Regions from separate parts of the Mus musculus genome. Here regions 2, 3 and 4 are each linked to region 1. Evidence: chromatin contacts called from public Hi-C and promoter capture Hi-C data. All regions are on one chromosome and are shown on one strand. The core of a region is the stretch at or near the end of the contact, and the rest is flanking DNA. Distances in the headings are between cores, read along the strand shown.

Evidence for each region. Hi-C and Micro-C count contacts between places; a contact is called where the count stands out from the background. Capture Hi-C pulls out chosen DNA fragments and counts their contacts.
Region 2: a contact with region 1 is called in a promoter capture Hi-C map of liver, with 3 times the contacts expected there. The contact joins the promoter of Pus3 here to the promoter of Zbtb44 in region 1. A contact is called at or near these places in 1 of 39 promoter capture datasets (pre-B cells), 1 of 484 Hi-C or Micro-C datasets (CD4 T cells) and 1 of 9 other capture datasets (liver).
Region 3: a Hi-C map of CD4 T cells shows a contact between it and region 1, with 5 times the contacts expected there. The contact joins the promoter of Vps26b here to the promoter of Zbtb44 in region 1. A contact is called at or near these places in 1 of 39 promoter capture datasets (pre-B cells) and 1 of 484 Hi-C or Micro-C datasets (CD4 T cells).
Region 4: a Hi-C map of B cells shows a contact between it and region 1, with 5 read pairs. The contact joins the promoter of Acad8 here to the promoter of Zbtb44 in region 1. A contact is called at or near these places in 1 of 39 promoter capture datasets (cranial neural crest) and 2 of 484 Hi-C or Micro-C datasets (B cells and regulatory T cells).

Annotation. Positions count from the first base shown.
Region 1 is chr9:31,029,136-31,031,972 of GRCm38.p6, forward strand. Zbtb44 (zinc finger and BTB domain containing 44) reads left to right here and starts at 1,509. Exons shown (of 6, transcript NM_001115130.1): 1 at 1,509-1,823.
Region 2 is chr9:35,557,167-35,560,031 of GRCm38.p6, forward strand. Pus3 (pseudouridine synthase 3) reads left to right here and starts at 1,394. Exons shown (of 5, transcript NM_023292.5): 1 at 1,394-1,567; 2 at 2,137-2,351. It overlaps Ddx25 (DEAD box helicase 25), which reads right to left and starts at 1,304. Exons shown (of 12, transcript NM_013932.4): 1 at 1,172-1,304; 2 at 519-585; 3 at 216-263. The coding sequence starts at 1,234.
Region 3 is chr9:27,028,493-27,031,558 of GRCm38.p6, forward strand. Vps26b (VPS26 retromer complex component B) reads right to left here and starts at 1,602. Exons shown (of 6, transcript NM_178027.4): 1 at 907-1,602. The coding sequence starts at 1,129. Ncapd3 (non-SMC condensin II complex, subunit D3) reads left to right here and starts at 1,673. Exons shown (of 36, transcript NM_178113.4): 1 at 1,673-2,007; 2 at 2,131-2,338. The coding sequence starts at 2,278.
Region 4 is chr9:26,997,982-27,001,067 of GRCm38.p6, forward strand. It overlaps Acad8 (acyl-Coenzyme A dehydrogenase family, member 8), which reads right to left and starts at 1,568. Exons shown (of 11, transcript NM_025862.2): 1 at 1,413-1,568. The coding sequence starts at 1,515. Thyn1 (thymocyte nuclear protein 1) reads left to right here and starts at 1,696. Exons shown (of 8, transcript NM_144543.2): 1 at 1,696-1,784; 2 at 1,970-2,075. The coding sequence starts at 2,033.

The sequences.
Region 1 (2,837 bases), core at 259-2,758:
TGTTGCTCATCACTGAAATGGAATAATAAAAACTTGATAGAATAATATTAAGAAAGTTGTAGATTAGGTTGTCAAGGATTAAATACTTTCTAACTCTTGAAAATTTGTTGGAGCATAGACTTTGATTTTGTTGACATTATTTTGAAAAATTTCATCGCTTTGGGTGCTCTGGTAGAGGGTGGTTTAAGTCAGAGGCAGCCAAGTGTCTAATGCAGCTGGGAGATCAACCTACCTTGCACAAAGAAGTCTTTCGGTTTAAAAACTGGAGGTGTAGGTACATAGCATGCCCAGCACCCAAATTGCAGCGGTCTTGACTGGTATCCTGCCCTTCTCCTCTTCTGGGGCGCAATCCCACTTGCCTCCAGGAATACCCACTCCGCCCCCAGTGCCCCCAATCGCCAGGTCTGATTCCCTGAGGTCCGAGGTAGCCACACCTTAGGGTATTTTATCCTACAGGCAGACTTTACAGCGACCGAAACTCAGACAGTAACCCTCTAGAGAAGAACAGTCAATTTTCGGTGATCCACACATTCCCTTCCCCAAGGGCGAGACTGTGTACTAGAACGGGATTCACCGTAAGGGAAGGAATAGTTCACAGTTGCTTTAGGTTTTAGAAGCCAGTCTGTGTTGGGGAAAGAAAAAAGACATGGGAGCCAATTTTTTTTTCTGGTCTGCTCAGAACTGCACTTCCTGCCATGGTAATCAGAAAAATGCTATGGCAACCTCAAAGTACGACAAGGCTGCTAGACCTGTCAAGACGCTCGGTAGTAACCCTTGCGGGGGATCGCTGATCATCGGGGAGAAAGCAGGGGAGCTCGCCAGATTCTCAGAGGCCCTCGTGGCCACGCCCTAATAGGCCTCAGTTTCCACGTGTGAAAAATGGCCACACCACCCAGATTCCTTTCCCGACCGGGAAATGCTGGAGTGCTTTGCTGCTACAGAAACCACCCGGGGAAGAGAGTTTCTTTCGGTTTTTAGCTCCAAGAAAAGCAAATCATCCTAACGCTGGCTTCCTTCGGCGCAGGACCAGACCACAGCTACGGGACGACAACCCGACAGGCCTCATGGCGCTTATGCATACGAAGCTCACAGACAAGTGCACACAGACTGGGTCAAGGCCCGCTGTGCTTCAGCGTCTGGCTTGCACCACCGGCGAAGGACAGCTCGCACTACGCTTGCGCAATAGCCGCGCACCGCCTCCAGCGCGGCCCCGCCCCTCCCTCTCCCTAGGCCGGGCCGGCCGGCCGCGCGGAGCATTGTGGGACACAAACAAAGTGCCCCCAAACAGGCTGGAGTGAAACGAGCGGCTACGGCGGCGCCCGCCCGCCCGCACGCCCGCACGCGCGCTGCGGCGGCTCCCTCCCAGCCTCCCGTCCTCTCCCCTCAGTCCCTTTCCCCTTCCCCACCCCGCCCCGCCGCGGCCAGCGCGAGCGAGCCTTCGGCCGCCCTCGACCAACCGCCCCCAACGGCCGTCCGTGCGCAGCGGGCTGGGCCCCTCGCTCCTCCCCTCAGGCCCACGGGCGCCCGGCGCTCTCCTCGCGCCTCGCACTCTCGCACCTCGCGGCCACGCGGGTGAGTGGCGCCGCCATGCGCGCCCAGTCCCAGGCTGCACACTGGCCTAGGAGCGGCGGCCCGAGATAGGGTCCCCTGAGCCTCCCGGGGGAGGAGAGGAGCCAGTCGCGCGCTCCGCCCCCTCCCCCCGGGTTGCCGCCACCGCCGCTGCCTCCGCCACCGCCACAGCCACCGCCACCTCGCCGCCCCAGCCTGGCGGGGAAGAGGAGGAGCAGTTGCAGGCCTCCGGGCCTCGGCACCGCCGCCCGCAGGTAACGGGAGGGGAGGGCCAGTGGGGAGACGGCGGGCCGGCCTGGGGACTGACACCACTTGTCACCCACCTGGACGCGGGAGGGAGAGGAAACCTGGTTTGTCACCCTGATTCGTGCTGGGAGGCACCCACAGGGTCCCCCTCATTGGCGATTAATCCTTAGAGGGGGACTGGCCTTGGTCCCAGCGGACCTGAAGCCGTCACCCAGATCTTCCAGGGGAGCCTATCGGCCAGAAAATCCGCCCAATAACAAATGCTGTGCTGCCGGGCCATTTATTACCCGCTCACCTGGTCTACGCGCGAGCCCTAGACTTGTTTATTCCTTCCTCTCCCAGGCTGCCCTACTCGCCCGCGTCGGAACGGCACTTTTCTTAAAAAGAAATAGAGAATGCAAACACTTCTAACCCCCTCCCACCTACCTGAGGATCACTCTGTAGCTGGTCTTTTTACTGTCGGCCTAACAAAAAGCTAGGGGTTACCTGCAAGTGAAATGACAACTAAGTTACAACTGATTAAAGGAAATCGCATCAGTTTGGTTTTTGTAAACCTTAACCAGAATCTATTGAAAACCGCGATGTTTACGTACTTTCACGGAACTTACAGAAATTAAGACCAAAACTACTTTTTTAAGCATATAAGCATACTAATCTGTTGAATGTGTGTTTTCAGAAAAATTCTCAACTTCCGCTTATTAGCATTTTTTTGCAGAGATAAGTTAATACCCAAAGCGAACTATACCATATAATAGACAACAGAGGCTGGATAAAGATTTGATATTTCCTTTTGCCTTTTTGGTAATTCTTGATTTAAAAAGTACTACATAGATCTTGATTTTTTTGTTCCTATTTACTTTGATTTCCAGTTGATTTATAATATTCGTTTATGTCTTTGTAGTTCTCCCCATGGAATATAAAAAGGAGTGTTTTCTTAATCCATTTGTATTTTGTGATGATTTGTATTTATTAATTACAAAAACCAGGTTTACTTACTTTGTGCAACAATGCTTTGCTTTGTT
Region 2 (2,865 bases), core at 144-2,643, 4.5 Mb after region 1:
GAAAATTCTTAATCTACACCTTGCAGTTTTCATTTCAACGTAGTCTAAAGGAATGCACCCCCCTCCTAATTCAGTACTCCCCCCCCATAGTATTCATTCAAAAAGAAAACAAAGATAGTGCTTTCCCAAGGAAATTAATCCTTTTAGCACAGTCAAAGCGATGGTAAACCAAGCAGCAGAGCTAATAGGTACATTCAGTCGAGCTTGTCTCCTACCTACATCGTCTTCATCATCATCATCATCTTCCGTGTTAAGAGAGCCGTCTATGAGGGTAAAAGGGAAAATAAGAAGCATAAAGAAAAATGTTGAGTGGAAACATACAATGCATTCTCAGAACGTCTCACAGACGCTACAGTGTATGCAAACAGAGCCATCTCCTGCAAGAGTAAAGCGATGTGCCTGAGGAGGTGGAGGATTTTCAGTGGAGAGGAAGGAAGCCAAAGCTATTTCATGGCAGATACATGGGGAAAGCAAAGGTGTTAATTAAGCCAGTCTTGCTTTAGCCTAACAACACTCACCTATGTTTGGGACTGTGGTACTCCTAATACCACGAAGGTTCTTCCTGGGATGGACGAGATTTGAAAACTATTGAAAGGCACAAAATTCAACCAAGGTTAGGAAGCAGGACATCAAGCAAGAAGCATGGCGCTATCCTACAGCAAGGGGAGGGAAGACCACCTCAAACTGCTTCCTTTGCAATGTTAAGGGTTAATGATTTCATTATAAGAATCTGTGTAATTGTATGAATTCTCATATAATAGAATGGGGGCTTCCATAGTCTCTCTTTATAAGGGCTCTTAGTTTGAATATGGGCAGCATCTGGGTGATGGGTGGTTTACAACTACAAGGGGAAGGTGGCTATGAAGATGAGAAGCCTGCTAAATGGTCAAAACCAGGATAGGAGAAAACTCAGTACAGATAGGACTAGCAGCTGCGCACTCTCTCTGTATTTCCTGAGGGGGTCTCTGCCCTTTCAAATCAAAGGTCGGTCCTTTCTGGGAGTCTCCTTTTCTGTGGCCTTTCCAGCCCAGCCCCCCATCACTTGACACCCCCCATCACTTGACACCCCGCTCTAAACGCCGGCCGGGCGCTCCCCTTCCCAGGGGACTTCCCTCGGGAGTCCCTGTTCTAGCCCCCGCCCCTGGGCCCTCCCCTGCTCAGCGGCAGTTACGTGGCTGTTCAGCCGCTCGCTCTCCGCCGCCCCGGCGTCGCCTCCCCAAAGTAACGACGCCATAGCTGCGGTCTCCGCTCTCGCCCCTGGCACGTGCTGCCACCCCCGCGCGGGGCAGCGCCGGCTCGGCTCAGTGGCCAATGGTCAGGCTCCGGGACCGGCGTCCGCCTCGCGACCACCCGTGGCGCGGCGCAGTGCGCAGGCGCGGGCCCGGCGCGGGGCGGGCGGAGGGAGAGAGGTGCGGGGCGCAGCTGTGCGGGACACCCGCGAGCTTTCCGTTTGACCAGCCGGCCATCCGCACAGCAGAGAGAAAGTGGGCACGGAGGCGGTACACACACCGCGCTGCAGGCTCTCGTGCGGGTATCTCTCCCGACAGCCCCGCTTGGGCATCACCAGGTGTGAGGTTGCACAGTGGAGGGAGAGATGGGCTTGACCAGAGGTTCAGAAGGAAAACAGAACTCAAGTGCGGACATGTGTCCAGGATACCTGTGATGTGCCCACATACACGCATATTTTAATTTTTATTCTAAGGAGGGGTCTCCTTTTAAAGCAATCTGGACCACCACTATCTATATCTATGACATGTATTGCACAGCTCTGGGGTAGCTCTTTGGTCCAACCTTATGCTAAGTTTGGACCAAAGAACCAGGATTTTCAGTTTTCTGACTGGAATTTTAAGACTTGGGGCAACATTTCTATAATTGTCAAAAGCAGAAACTCAAAACTGGAGCCATGATCTCTCCGTGGTGCTGAAGCAGAATTCCTTGGCCCTGTTCTGTCGCAATCTTTCAGTGTTTTCAGGTCAAAGCATTTCCCTTTAACCCTTACATTTACATTCTAGTAGTAAATGTTTCGACTCTCAAGGTTAAATTTCTGTTAATTAAACGATGTTGGGACAGGATCTTCAATCTCTTAGTTTTCATATAGGATAGCCAGCATTTGAAAATCTTTTTTTCTCATTTTAGACCAGACTATATTTCTCGTATTGGCTTGCGGTAAAGAGGAAGCTGCATCAGAAACCTGCGCATGCGGTGGGCTTCGGCTAAAAGCCCACACCGTGCCTTCCGAACTACATTTCCCAGAACCGTCGGCGCACGCTTGGTGAAGCCGCGCATGCTTACTGAAGACGGAAAGCCATAGCTTCCGGCTAGCCGCATGGCCGCCTACTGAGGACCGGAAGGTGAGTTAAACTCTGAGTTGGGCATCTTTGAGTTCTAGAGAGGAATGAACAGATGGAGGCTGAACTGCTACCTTCTGCCCTGGTATTTAAGTGTTTAAGAAGGCCTTGGTGTATGAAATGGGACTTAGGACAACGCATATCGTGTCGTGCCTGGAACTTCTAGCAGCTAGGAAATCCCATCGGCGGGGCTTAGAGTCTGTAACTAGTTTAGAGGGCCTCTACTACATCAAAATTGCTCAAATATGAACAGTGGAAGCCCATTAATTATGCTATGGAAGGAAGGGGTGGCGGGAAACTTTGGGTTTTGTTTTACACAATTCTTTTCAGAGTTGATTAATGGTCGTAGCGCGTCTCAAACCCTTTATTACAAAGGAAATGTGTACCCTCGCCATATACATTTAAACATTTAAAGAAGTTTCGTACATTTAGGGCGTGCTATTTTAGGGTGAAAGCTTGGTGCGCCCAGGAATTCCCTTTGTGGGTATTTGGTTACCCCCACACTGTATCTGCCAAC
Region 3 (3,066 bases), core at 352-2,851, 4.0 Mb before region 1:
GGCAGCTGGCCTAGAACTCACTATGTGAACCAGGCTGGCCTTCAACTCAGAGATCTACCTGTCTCAGCCTCCCAAGTGCTGCAATTTAAGGCATGTGCCACCAAACTCACCTCTCACCTGGCTCCCCAAATATTTTGTTTTACCGCCTTCCCTTGTCTATCTAGTTCTATTAGAACTAACAATATTTGAAGGTGACTATTGAGCACTGCAAATTTTTGATCATTTAATTATAGTCTTTGCAGCATCACTTCTTTGACTTTAAGGAGAAAATCAGACAACTAAATACCAGCATGGTACTAAGGAAGTTTGAGAAATAGAGGCAGTCAGAAAGAGGCAGGTTACAGGTATTCAAAACATGCACATGCAATGTAATACAGAATGGAGGTGAGATAGATAGACGGAATTTATGAGCCCGGTCCACTGCACTGTATTTTAAAGGGGGAGGAGGGATGATGGATAGGTGGGTGGGGTCACTGCTTAACTTTGGATTGGATCTGACAGCTGTAGCTGTCAAACCCACCTGCAGGATACTGTCTACCACACTATGAAATCCCGGTTACTAGAAGCAAAGCTGGAAGCATACTGCAGAGACAATGGGGATATCCAAGCACCAGGTGAGCATCCGACCATACAGCAGAGGGCTCCCTACCCTATCTAGGCTGTCCCCACCTCCCCAGCAGCACGCTGTCACTTTTGGCACGGAAGAAGGTAATGAATGCATGGGGGAGTCGCCCACGGGCGGGACTCGTGGGTGAATCTCAGGCTTTAGATTACAGTTGAAAAGAACCTGTCGCAGGCCTCGCAGGAGCTGGGCACTGAAAATCTCTGCTCCCAGCCCGTCCCACACTCGAGTCCAGGGGCAGGCTGACGTCCCGGTTTTGGGAAGGTCCCAGGGAATAGACTCACCGATCTGCCCAATGAACTCGATCTTGATGCCCTGGTGCTCTAGTCGCTTGTTGGGGTTCTTCAGTGATAGGCTCACTTTCCCCGAGACGGTTTCCCCGTCGTAGAAGAGGAAATATTTCTCCTTCTTCCCGTCCTCAGTCTTGTGCTCCGCTCGCTTCCTACTCTCCGCATCATTCAGCAAGATTTCCACCTCCACGCTCTGCCCGAAGCCGAAGAAGCTCATCTCCCCGCCTGGCCGCGCCGGTGTCGGCACAGACTGCTCCCTCCCTCCCAGGCGCGAGCTGCCTTCGGGGAAGGCAGGCCGGAGGGCCGGCTGCGGGAACGCGCTGGACGCTGCACCGCAGCCCCGCTCGCTCTGAGCTGGGCGGTGGGCGATCGCCGATGGCCTGCGCCCCTGGGGTGAGGCAGGGCGGAGGAAGGAGGTCGGCTGCGGGTTGCGGCGCCCAGAGCAGCGATGCACCGAGAGGCCAGACACAGTACCAACGCAGATCCTGGCGGTGCAGCGACTAGGGCCCTGGGAGGAAAGGCGCCAAGCACGCGCGTCTCGTCGCCCACCGGGTGGGGTCCAGCGCCCAGCCGCACACACAGAACTGCCTGGACTCCCGCGGCGTAACGCACCGAAGTGCTACGGCGGCGCCGGGCGGGGGAAGGGGCAGGAGAACTCCGGCCCGGATGCGAAGATGATGCCACGCGCACGCGCACGTCTTCTCTCCCCCCCCCCCCCCTCGCTTTCCCTACCCCCTCCAGGCCGTCAAGGGGTGCGCTCATCTGCGCATGTGCAGTGCCAAAGGGCGCTTTGTTTACATGGCGGCTCTGGCCTCTCTCCAGTAGAACTCGGGCCCAGATGTTCCGTCAAGTCCTAGCACTGCAAGTGCCTCCTTGTAATATTCCGGTTGCATTTCTCTTCCTTCTTAGCCTGATAAACGCCAGGCTACTCTTCACATTTGAATACGAGCAACGCTTGCGTGCTGTCTGACGGGATGAGGTGCCTTTCCCATGCACGCTCAGTGTCACCGGAAGGGGCAAATGTGACCGCTACTACAGGAAGTATGCTGTCCCCGCTGGCCTCTAGGTTCCCTGCCGTGTAAGAACGATATGACGGTAAGAAAAACACTAGTGACGTCCTGACCCCAACATTAACTGGAATGCTAAGGGAAAAAGAAAAAGTCCTCGCTAGCCTTGTTTAACTTCCAGTCTTTGCCCCGCCCACTTATGCGCACGCAGTGGGCGACCCAGCCCATTGGCTTGGGTTACGAACACGGCTCAGCGCGGTGATTGGTCGATTGTAAATCCCGAACGTTGTGACTGGTCCGCCAAAACGTCTCAGAGCGCGCGCGGGAGCGACGGCGAGCCGGTACGTCCACGGTCGGAATGGCGCTGCAGGATCTTGGAGAAAACTTGCAGCCTTGGTGTCCGCTGGGTCTCAGCCTCGGTGAGGAAACGCAGCCGCGGGTTCTGGGTTCGGGGCTTGGGGTGTTTTGTTCCGCCTAATGTATCCAAGCTTGCGTCTCGGTGAGGGTAGGGGTAGGGGTGGGGGAAGGGGAAGCCCTGGTCTCTGCACTGACCGTGAGCCCCAGGATTGTGACAATCTGCCCGGGTGAAGGCCAGCCAAACTTACGGTGGGATCTGAGTCCAGACGAGTAATTGGTAGAAAAGAGAGCTAAACTGTTCTAGCATGCGGGAGGTCGAGGCTGGAGGATTGCCATGAGTTCAAGACCATCCTGGGCCACACAAATGAATTTAAACCAGTCTCAATAATAATAATAATAAAACAATAATAATAGGAGTGTCTCAGTGATAATAACAATAGCAGCAGCAACATGAAAAGCTAATAATTGGCCTTTAATAGTGCTAGTGCCTCAGTTATCTCCATCTGTCACCTTTGTTCTACCTAGTCTTGCTGGAGTCCTAAGTCTATTCCCCAGGTGGTTTTAAACAGACAATCTCAATGTTCAGGTTGATTTTTTTTTTCTTAGAATTTGTGATCATAAATTCAGCTAGATGGTTCTTGTACCGGCTGGTTTTGTGTGTCAGCTTGACACAGGCTGGAGTTATCACAGAGAAAGGAGTCTCAGTTGGGAAAATGCCTCCATGAGATCCAATTGTAAGGCATTTTCTCAATTAGTGATAAAGTGGGGAGGTCCCCTTATGGGTGGTGTC
Region 4 (3,086 bases), core at 318-2,817, 4.0 Mb before region 1:
CCCAGCCCACCCACTATCGTGGCACACAAATCTACAAGTAGAAAAGTATCTTGAACAACTCAAAAATAATTTTTTGTTGTTAAGACAGGATCTCATGTAGTCCAGGTTGGCCTTCATCTTTGTATGTAACTTGAGGCTGGACCCTGATCCTCCAGCCTCCTCATCACAAGTGCTGGAATTAGAGTCATATGCCATGGCAGGTCTGGCAGGCCGAGTCAATACTGGGGTTGGAACCCAGGGCTGCATGAATGAAAACATTAGGCAAGCATTCAAGCTGACTGAGCTAGATCCCCAACTCCAACACTTCGTTAAAAACAGTGAAAGAGAGCAAGCTGAACTCTGGTGGTACAGCCAAGGCTTGGGAGATAGGCACCAGTGATCTCTCCTGAGTTTAAGGCCAGCCTGGTCTACAAAGCTAGCTCCAGAAGTGTCACAGTTGCACAAATAAAGCCTGTCTCACACATCTTAGTTGCCCAGGTCAAAACAACAATCAATAACGTAAATCTGTTACTGGGACAGACTCTTTCCTAACTTTAGTACCAAACCACGCTACTTTGTTTACCCAATTTTAGGTGCCTAAGTAGGGCAGTAACTCTTAAAACTGGTTTTCTACAAAAAACAAAACAAAAACAAACAAACAAAAAACCAGTCTATGCCTCCATGTACTTTATAACTCTGTTCTCAATTTTCAAAGCCATAAGGCCATAAATAATAGATTCTTATTTAAAATAAAATTTAGAATTATTTTAAAAACTGTTTCAGAAGAAAAGGTGGTTCTGGTTTTTAGTTTGGTATTTAAAGTGATTGACAAATCTAAATATTTGGCTTGGTTTGCATGGGTGGCAAACACTCCCAGTTACATGCAAGTTTTCTGCCAGGTTTTTAAACAATCAGTTTGTAATCTCAGATAGGGTTTCTCAATTGCGGTTATCTTTCTTTTTCCTGCAGCAGTTTCTACAGTATGAGTGTTTTTACGAAATCTATACTTGTGAGCAAAACATACGGTATAACCTGGAGCTTTTCAACTATCTCTACCAGCGCTCATATACTTAGCTCTTTCTACCTTGGAAATCTATTGCCAAAGTCACACGTTCCTTCGTCTTTGAAAAGCATTGGCGGGGTCGGGGGACAGGCAACTGGACTGGACTGAGCGCTGGTCACAGGGACCATTAAGAGCTGGTCCCGAGAGTAGATCCTGAGTTATGGGAGGAAGCCAGTTCGTGAAACAGGACTGGTCGGGGAGAGAGAAGTGGGTCCCAGACGGGCAGAGTCAGAGGATGAAGTGAGTCCGTCAAGGGACCCGAGAGGGATCGGTGTCAGGCGAAGCCCGAGAGCCACCAAAGCGCTGGGAACTCGGGCGGGCACAGATGCCCACCGAAGACCCACTCTCCCCTCGCCTAGATGAGCCTTACGATCGATGCAGAAGGTGATGCTCCGGTGGTGGGTCTGAGCCAGGGACTTGAGTGCCGCGCGCAGACAGCCAAAGCGCCTGTATCCGGACCGCAACATCGCCATGTAAACTTCGAATCTCAGACCCCAGGCCTCTTAGCCCAGGCCAGAACTAGCCGTTCCCGCCCCGCCCCCCTGATACTCTGGGAGTTGTAGTCCATTAAGCCCTTGAAGCGCGGGCTCCAATAGGACTACTGGCGTTCTGAAACTACAGTTCCCAGAGATCGTGGGGGCGGCGCCTCTGAGACGCGTCTTCTACTAAGCCTGTCCGGGCACGCCAGTCGCCTCAAGGCTCCCAGAAGATTAGCCTGGCAGTGCTTCAAGGCGTTTGGGTGGTGCGTTGAATGAATGGTGGTGGGTAAAGCCGAATTAGGGAGGGACTCAGGAGAGTTTAGAGGTAGATTAGGAGAGAAGGAAAGGGCGCAGATAACGAGAGAGGGATTAGAATGGTTTAATCATGACTTTTCTTCATAAGTCCCAGGCCCTGTATGCTTTCTTGCCTCCATCTTGCACCATGCAGGTTTTAGAAGACAAGAGCTGTTTCTTACCCGTCCGGTTAGCTTCAGCCTCCTACAGAGAGGCCATGCCGAGACCCCGCAAGAGGCAGACTGGGACTGCTGGTCCAGGTGAGTTGAACCGACGCTGCAAAAGGCAGCAGGTAAAGAACGTGGTCTTGTAGGGCGTGCTTTATTTCCTTTTTCCACTCCCTGGTTTGGAGACTTTGGGGGTTGTTGCTTATCGTCTTCTTTACTCTTTCTGCCAGAACTTCCACTTTCAGTCCCTTCCACTTATTTGTCCAATCAAAGAATAGTGCAATGAAGCACTGCATACATATACGGAACTGTGGTGGCCCACGCATGTGGGAGACTGAGGCTGTAGAATTGCCTTGGGTTTAAGACCAGCCTGGTACTACATGAGTACTACATAAGCAGGGCCCTCTCTCCAAAGTGTGTGTGTGTGTGTGTGTGTGTGTGTGTGTGTAACCTTGACAGCATAGGTGAAAAGAGACTTCTTTAAAAATTACATTTATTTACTTTTGTACAGTATGTGGGAACACACACACACACTGATCAGAGGATAACTTGAAGGAATCAATCCCCCGATTCCACTGTGCGAATCTCAGGGATTGAACTCAGGTCCTTAGGCTTTGAAAAAAAAAAAAAAATGCCTTTTCCAACTAAGCCACCTCGCCAACCCTTTGCTTTTATCATTGAATGCAATAAGCCAGGCACAGAAAGGCATGCATGATTTCATGTGAAATGTAAAAAAGCTGAAAGCTAGAAATCAGAGGGAGATCAGGATTCAAGATCTTCCTTGACTACGTGTAGAGTTTGAGGCCAGCCTGGACCACAGGAGACCCCACCTTTCACACACACAGTTTTCTTTTCCTAGGTCTTTATCTTATCAGCCTGTCAATTTGGAATTGCTAAGCATCTGAGGATGACCTGAATTCCTGATCTTTCTGTCCCCACTCCCAAGTGCTTTGGTTATAGGTTTCTTACATCACCAAAACCATTTAGACTTACCCTTAAATTTCCTGAACAATGTGACTTCAGAGGCTACCAAAATGCTAGACATAGCTGTTAAGAAACTTATTGCAGCTATGCTTACAAGCCTAATGCTCTAGGGCTTCTCTG